Linked DNA regions of Mus musculus: region 1 is linked to region 2. A link is a contact called in public Hi-C data. All regions are on one chromosome and are shown on one strand. The core of a region is the stretch at or near the end of the contact, and the rest is flanking DNA. Distances in the headings are between cores, read along the strand shown.

The links. A called contact is a pair of places that touch in the nucleus more often than the background predicts.
Region 1: a Hi-C map of cerebellum shows a contact between it and region 2, with 6 times the contacts expected there. The contact joins two enhancer-like sites. A contact is called at or near these places in 6 of 484 Hi-C or Micro-C datasets (brain, cerebellar granule neurons, cerebellum and 1 more), 1 of 115 datasets of contacts at active chromatin or transcription factors (astrocytes) and 2 of 9 other capture datasets (embryonic tail and embryonic trunk).

What each region holds. Positions count from the first base shown.
Region 1 is chr9:91,796,488-91,800,718 of GRCm38.p6, forward strand. No RefSeq gene overlaps it. Among named protein-coding and RNA genes, the nearest start is that of Gm26101, 41 kb to the right of the region's middle. Within about 2 kb of position 1,859, at least 7 of the 459 cell types and tissues checked have an H3K27ac peak or open chromatin away from gene starts, as enhancers often do. A contact at or near this core is called in cerebellar granule neurons and cerebellum, where this site is marked.
Region 2 is chr9:90,691,544-90,695,982 of GRCm38.p6, forward strand. All of the region lies in intron 1 of Gm30905 (a long non-coding RNA gene), which reads right to left. Among named protein-coding and RNA genes, the nearest start is that of Gm30905, 11 kb to the right of the region's middle. Within about 2 kb of position 2,923, at least 25 of the 459 cell types and tissues checked have an H3K27ac peak or open chromatin away from gene starts, as enhancers often do. A contact at or near this core is called in cerebellar granule neurons and cerebellum, where this site is marked.

The sequences.
Region 1 (4,231 bases), core at 609-3,108, 1.1 Mb after region 2:
GCTCAGTGTGTGCTGTTTTGGTAGGGCGAGAAAGCAAAGAGCAACTATTCTGTTAGGTTTGGGTACTTTCTTCCTAAGATTCAAATGGCACCAGTGATAGATGAAGTAACTGATTGACATATTCACATGGAAATGGAATATGTGCTTATACCTCATAGAGATAGACCATCACCTTAATTACTAAGCATCGTAGAGCAAAAGACACAATAGCCAACTGGTAAACCAAAACCAGAGAGAATGAGGGAAGGGAAGAAGTATGAATCTCTAATTTATGTGAGAAAAATAAAATGTTCGCACTTATCTTTGGATAGTAGTTTGTATATTCTGTGTAGATTGAATATTTAAATGAAAAGACTTTCATTATTATTTATGGATACAGTGCCATACTCTGAATGAAAGTGTAAAACTGCCTATATTGTTTCCACCTCATATTGTAACATTCCACTTACTCACTCATGTTAATAGAATAAAATAGGAACCTCTCTCCACTGTTGTCCTGCTTTGCATCCTCTGCATCTTTGTAGAGAATCTCAGGAGCCATCCAGAGTTCTTCAGGCACAGAAGGTGGGGTTCTCTGTTCCTTCCCTCTGCTCTGCTCCCAGCATGCCTTTCACTCTCTCGTTCTTTGATTGTGATGGTGTTGTTTTTCTCTATTCTGTTCTTTTCTGGGTATGGAAGCATAAACGCTGAATTAATCCAACTTAGGTAGCCCTTAGGATAATTTTTTAAGCAGCAGGAAATGGGCTATCTAGCTGCGCAGATAATGATATCAGCTGCTTCCTTCCAAAACAACAGGTGCTTTGGCAGAAAATGTATGTCATCACACTGGGACGATGACATCAGTTCATACTTCAGCTTAATTATAAACCACCTCCATTAATCCTCCAGTAATTAAACATTTTGTGTGTATTGCAAGGTGAAATGTAAAGTTAAAGGTGCCCTGTAATTCATCACAGGATTTAAGAAAGCATTTTCTTCACAGGGTATTTCCTATACACAACAAAACAGATATTTCCAAAATCTTTGTGCCATACTAGAAAACTAAATTTCTTTCTTCTTTTAGAAAATTATAAACACAAAGGTAATTAATAAAATGCACCATTTTTATATGTATTATTCATTTAAGAATACAAGGAACAAAGTAGTTAATGCAGGCTTTATATGATTCAGAATTAATTAAAAAACCTCTTTAATTATTTAAAATATTAAATATTCGAGGAAACTAAAGAATTACTATTTTAGTTTTGTATTTTCAACAAAAACATGAAATATGCTTATTTGTATTTTAATAAAAATATCTAAACTAGTTATACTGATGAGTGTCATAAATATTAGAAATTAAGGTGCTTTGTTAAGCATGAAACATTTTTTCATAAATATTTGGATCATTGCTTAAATTTTCAATATTTAAAATTTTCATGGGAACATTTTTGTGCTATGATTAACATAATGAGATGCAAAAAGATATTTTATACATAAAACTTTTCTTGCTTCAAAATATAAATACAATAAATAAAAAGCATACTGGATCTTCCTTTTAGCTTTAAGAGATAAGGCTGTCAATTTATTTGAATTTGTTGTTTTCTTCAGGGGTCACAAAGCTTCTAAGCAAACTGTTTATGAGGAATATGAGTATCTAAGGACCTAACCACTCAAGAATCAATCTATTCTTCATTTGCAACCAGGTAAGGCCCATATTGGCATCTTTGAAATTTCTGTACACAGCGCTTAACAATTTAGCTAACATGATTTTTGCGGAATGACAGAACAGCGTTTAATACAATTGTTCCCATTAAGAAATAGCTGTTCCCGAAGATCTTAGTTATTCACTGTATATCCATTTAAAAGTCCACCTTCATAGATAGAAATGGAGTAATCTCTGGGGTGTTGCCAAATACATCATTCACTCTTTATCACAAAGCTGTCATAACAAGCTGCAGAAAATTGTTCTTAAACAGATTAGTTTTTAAAAAAACGTAACCAGTTAACAAGACTTTCTCTCTTTGTAGATGCAAAATGATAAATCCATCTAAGAAGAGTTTTATTTTTTACAAGTGAACTTAGGCTGGATTTTTTTTTTTTTTTGTGGATTTAGTTGGAGCATTTGGGGGAGCATATGGAGCTCTCTGCGGCGCCACGGGACCACGCGGTTATGAAATCTGATCAGTGCTTCCCCAGTGACAGCTGTGCCTTTACACCATCAGAAAATTTTCAGACTTCTAATTTGTCATAACTACCTCCTGTGGAAAGGAAATATGTTATGTAGCCAAACAAAATTTTTTTTAGTGCTCAGCCCTATAAACAATTCCTAAGCTTCATTTTTTGTGGTTCACTGATGCAACTCTCACACCAAAAACATACAGAGCCATCAAAAGCTAGGGCGAGCTACTGTTGCCCCACCCACTCAAAAAGCATTCTAATGGCAATGCGTCTAGAGAAAGATTCTGTCACAGAGTTTAGCAGTTTAAAGACATTGAACTCTTGGTTGATTTCAAAAACCCACGGAAACCGTTGAGAGGTTTTAGTCTGGATTCTCTGAACACTTGTCTCTCTCTTCATCAAACACTCTTTGGAGTGGCTGAATATTATGTTGTCCTCTTAGGCCCTGCTTCTTTTTACATGGAGAGTCTGAAGTGCAGATACTTCTACCTATTAGCTTGTCATGCCTTGATCCAGCCACTTAAGGAAGAAGTATTTACTCTTCTCCCATGTGAACACTTATGCAGGGTTCCATGTTGTCAGTCTTCTTATAGCCCCACTGTGGAGAGAGACCATAGGATGCAATTCAGATGTTATCAACCCAACTGTCATTGAAGATGCAACTTCAAGTTTGATATCAGCATCTATTTCTGGACATAAGTTTGTTTGGGAGTTTTTTGAAGTGTCACCTCATTAGACAAATGAAATATTCACGTATACTTCCTCTTGCTAAATAGGTGAGTCTCACCACCTTTACATATAATCAAGATAAACGTCATGGTTGTCTTTCCTTTTACTTCAGGTTAGCTGTGCAGGCATTAGGACTACATATACTCTTCCTTCATTGTTCAGTGTTTCATGCCCATTACGAAGTGTAAAACAAAATCTTCTACAATATCAAGAATGACTCACATATGCAAACATCTATTCTGCATTCCTCTTATATCTGGTAGGACATAATAAGCAAATGAAATAGTAATTTATCATAACTAAATTAATTTAAATCTAAATGAATTAAATGGACTAACTAGCTCACATATCAACTGATTAAAATATCTTCACGGTAGAGACAGTGTTTATTATTGCCATTTTTAAGATAAGGAAAACAATACACCATTGAGGTAAAAAGAAATTATAGTAGATTTAGAGGTTGAAACCATTTTGTCCTATGTAGTACCAATGCTAATCAGCATGAGGAAGTATGAAAGACTCAATTTGGAATCTGAACTTGACACTGATAAAAGATAAATGGACACGAGTTCTATTAGTTCTTCCAATTGACTTAGCTCATGACACTAACAGTACTGCTTGCTGAGTCTTGGTTGTTATATCTTTAACATAACAGGGTGAGACTGGTAATATCTTTTTTATAATAAAATTGTATGCTGTAGATTACAATATAGAGTCATTTGTGCAGACATAAATCATTTTACATATGCTGTTTATCTCTAACTTCTCATTTCCTCATGGTTAATACTTTGTACACAGTTTTTAACCCATCATATACTGATAAAAGAGGGACAGTAAATCAGTCAGATAATCACATCAAAGCCATGATAATAGTCTATTTCTTTTCAACTCTACATCCATATCCTTAGAATGCATCTTTTTAAAACTTACTTAATCTGCAAATAAAAACTTAGATACAAATTTGAGGCTGTGGAAATAGTTGTTCTGATAAAGTGGTTGTTCCACAAGCATAAAAACCCAAGGTTGATCCCCAAAAGCCACATAAATATTTCTAGAAGTGCTGGCACACACTTGTGAAACCACCATTGGGAAAGTAGAGACAGGTGGATGCCTAAGTCAAGCTTTAGGCCAAGGAGTGACCGTGTCTGGAACAAACAAATAAAAGAAGGCAGACAGCTTCAGCTTCAGAGAAACATCATTAGAGATTGACCTCTGCCTTCTAAATGAACAACAACCCCCAACACACACACACACACACACACACACAAATGCAAACAAAAGCAAAAGTCATATGTTTTGCCTAATGTGATAAGACTCTGCCAGCTATAGCTTAAAAATAACA
Region 2 (4,439 bases), core at 1,673-4,172:
GTCTGTTCCTCTGTAATTGTTTGAATTGAATTATCCTTTATGACTGATAGTTTCTTATTAAATTACTTATTGATGTGGCTGACACTAGTTGAATAGATTCATTAAACTTCACAAGTTGTTGAAGCCTAGTGCACTGGAAAGGAAAAAAAAATGCCCTTCTTTTTAGACTTCTTAATGGACAAAAAGCGTCATGTTTTTTGAGGCCTTTTAAAGCATTTAATAAAGCATGAAAAGATATGACATCAATCCTACTGAAACACAAGAGAAAATGAATGATGTTACTGTAAATCTTTACATCAATCACATCCAATACTTTGGAAAACAATATAGTTTTGTTTGGATTTCAGAAGTGACAAACAACGTTTGTGACTGGCTTAACATAGTCACTTTCTATTAGTCAAGACCAGAAGCAAGTCAGAGTTAAAATGTGGCCCTGCGTTGCTAGGCAGCTGAGTTGTCTTGACACGGTGGTTAGTTTCCTTTTCACTGAATGACAACAGTGAAATGAAAGAAGTTTTGAAAAACTTGATAATGGTTTTCAAAGGAAACGAATAATTGGTGGTGCTCGCTTGTGCAGCACTGTGTGCAAAATTTCAGGCAGCCATGAGAGAGGACTGTCACTAAAAATTTAAAGTCTTGGACGAAAACTTGACCTAGAGTCTTCTCCAGGTTTTGGCGGTTCATTTTCCAAACACCCCTCTGAGACCAAGAGGTGCAGGATGAAAGCATTAAAACAGATGGGTAAAAGCCCCCAAAGAAAAAAAAGAACCAATGATTGTGATTTAATCCACTAATGAAAGGGAGGAATTAAGTAAAATCTTAAATATGAGCAACGTGTAAAAGACTGTTAGATCGTACCTATAACAAAAATGTATTAACCGCATGGTAGGTTACAGTCAAGCAGACGCTTGAATTAAACACATGGAATATAAAAGGGTCCACATTCACTGACTTACCCTGCATAGGATAAAGCAATTGTGCTAGCATCAGTTTTGAAGATATTCCTATCTAAAGGCTTATGGAAGTCACCACAACTTGAACATCTATTGTCTGATGTTAAAGTTAAATACAGCATATGTTTAATAAAAGCAAGCAGATTAACAAAAACATGAAGACCAAAACAAAACAGATAAAAAACAAAACAAAACAAAAATATACACACACGCGCACACACACACACACACACACACACACACACACACACACAGAGAGAGAGAGAGAGAGAGAGAGAGAGAGAGAGAGAGAGAGAAATACATGTATACGTGTTGCTCACTATTTCAGCCAAGTGCAAGAACTTTTTGTTTCACTCTCTTTGCCATTAATTTACCCAGAATTTTAAAAACTGAGCAAAATGGACTCATATTGAAAGAAAGGACCAATTAGTGTTGGATTAACATTCATGGTTATTTACAGTTGTTTTTGTACTTGTCCCTGTGCTCTGACTTCCTAAAATTTCACAACCCAAAGATTTAGAAAAATGGGGTTGTTTAGACGCAAAGTGCAATGAAGTGGCCGTGACTATTGTGTAGACACCACCTCTCTCATTATACCCTCTCAATCAACACTCAGTACACAGGAAACCGCAATAAAGCCCATCTGCCACGGTTAATCTGCAGGCAAACCCACACCCATGTCTATGCCCGTTACTCTCCAGCCTTATTATTCTCAGATCCAAAGCTTCATAAGGGATCAGCCAAAGTCCATTAAAGTAAATAATAGCCAGAAATGACAGGCTTAGCAAGGATTGGGAGGAAGTTGAACACCAATCTGAGCTCTGAGCTCTGATTAATAGAGAAAAGCATTAGGAGAAAAGGGGAGAAAAATGACCTCAGTCTGCTCCAAAGAATTCCTGAACCTTCGTTGTTAGGGCAAGTGCTACCATCTGAGACGTTAGTGATCCTTGAATTTCCTTCACTTTGATGCAGCTCAAATGGGAAAATTCTGAAGGTTCAGCAAGGTCCCAGACCTCAGCTGGAGAGCTGTCTGGAGTCAACCCTGTCAAAATTCTCTTGTGCAAGAGAAAGCCTTTATTAGCTAGATTGCAACAACAACAATAACAACACCCACAAATGCGCTACACGGTCTCATAAGGAGGCCTGCCTGTGCTCTAAATTGCCTATGCATTTATTGTTTCCTTGTTCATAGTCAGTTTTTAAAAGTCTCCAAACAAATGCACTAAAATAAAACAATAGGGATTCTTAAAATGAATGTTTTGCAGGAGGAACTAGCTGAATTTAGTGTGCTGATAGGCAAGTAGGTCTGTATTCCTGTGTGTGGGGTGGAGTAGTCAAGCACTTATTCAATTTAATTTTAAAATGTGGTATTTCTTTTCATCATACAACGAAGGGGAAACAAACCTTCGCAAGCATTTTAAAATCTGTTCAGTCAAGTAAAAATCTTAAAATATAGCAGATATTATAACTGTAGGTTTTTATATAAATTGACTGGTTGGGGGTGGTACAAGAAACAACACAATCCTCAAATTAGCTGAAAATTTCTTTCCCCGCCACTTAAATGTAAATACCTTTTGAACTTCTGTTTGGTTTGTTTCTTAATGTAAGTGGTCTGGGAGGGTCACACCCCACCCCACCTTTCTCCCCACATAGGCATATTTGCTCTTGAAATGGGACAGGTTTAGTTTGGAATTTTGCTACAGCTCTTCACAAAGCTCTGAAGAAATTTGTGTCTGCTAGATACCGTCTGTGGTCAGGAAGAATTCACTTCGATCTGCTCCATGATTTTTTTTTAAATACTTGTACAAAACCGTATTTGTTTTACAAAACGCAGACTGAGATGAGAGTCCTGGCGAGAACTCTCAGAAACTGGGAGGCTTTTTAAAGTAAGAGAAACTAACGGCACAGCTCTGCCTGCCTCTGCGAGATCCCAGTCTGAAGGGCAGACTGCATTTGGCACAGACAAGCAAATGCACGAAAGACCCCAGTGGTTTCTCAGGAAGATGGTAATGATCCTGACGAGGACTGGATATCGGGGAGGCTCACCTTCAAATGCATTTTTCATTCAAGTTTATATTGTAGCATGCAAATTTCGTAAATAAAGTGAAGAGGTAAGGGCAAGAACTGCGGCTAAATGATGGTGTATCGCAGACACTGCTGACGACTTGGTTAATGCACTCTTGATGCACATGTGGTACAATTTTCATATTTTAATCTTAAGCAGAGGACAAGAAATGACAATTATGAAAAGACAAAAGAGATGCCACCAGGAGCTGTAATTGCTAACCAGGCTGTCCAAAGATGGCAAAAGACATATGAAATCAATATTAAGTTTTCCACAAATGCAGGTATCCCGACAAGGAAATCATAGAACATCATTATAAGCAAATTCTAATACAATTTGGACAGTTTTAAAGAACACAGGATGAGCACAGAAGTTAAGGCTAACTTGCCCTCTGCCACTTTAGCTGAATTCTTGCAGAGGACAAAAGAATCCTGTGAATCATGGTTATGTATTTAGTAAGGATGTAAGCAGTGGTGGCTTTAATATATAAGTACCACCTCTCCCTCAAAATTTAAAGTATTAAAATCAGAAGGAAATTAAGTAGTTCTACTATGCAGTTATAAAAAGTTGAAATTCAGTTGGTTTAATATACAAAGAAGTAAAATGCTTTGCAAGTAAAACAACATCCTAACCATAAAAAGGACTCATAATTAAACACCGAAAAGAAGTTAACGATGAAGTTAACATCATTAAAAGCATTAATAGTAAGACTATTAAATATACACCTTAGGTGTAAACATTGAAATAGAAAGAAAATGGATCAGAAAATAAAAAAGAACTTCAAAGACAAGGTGTATTCAAAGTAAATATACCAATGTACTTTGCTTTTTAAGTTAGGTTTTGCATCTCAGGCTCCAGCTTTAGATCACAGTACAAGCATTTTTGAGAAAGTTAGGTCTGATTCTGCTCACATATCTCTGGGCTTTTTGGTTACCTTTGTGGGAAAGGAGCACACAGCAAAAAGGCTTGCGGTAGTTGTGGTGGTTATGGCTGTTTTTAAGGAAATCTTTTTTTGACCTTTTTCATTCCTTCAGAAATGGTTTTACATCTTTATAGAAATGACCGGAAGTATTGCTAACCCAGCTGAACATTTAAAACCTTTAATGAAATGAAATGTTTAGGATTTTCTCTCCTATCTTCTCATGATTCCTGTAATCAAGCTTCATTTTCAATTCAGACTTCTCCACCACTACACAGAATGCAATAGGAAACAATAACTTTCAATGTTGTGTGAAAATGCTATATTTGGAGTTCAGATTCAATGATTCTGAGAGTGACTTGGTTCTGGACACGTGTCATCACGCTCAAAGGCTCTTTCTGTGAGTGTGGTGATGGTGAGCATCAAACCCAAAACACGTGGATTGTTTGCTGTGTGCCTTTACACTTCCGAAGAACTTCGCCCCCTTGCACGTCACCTTCAT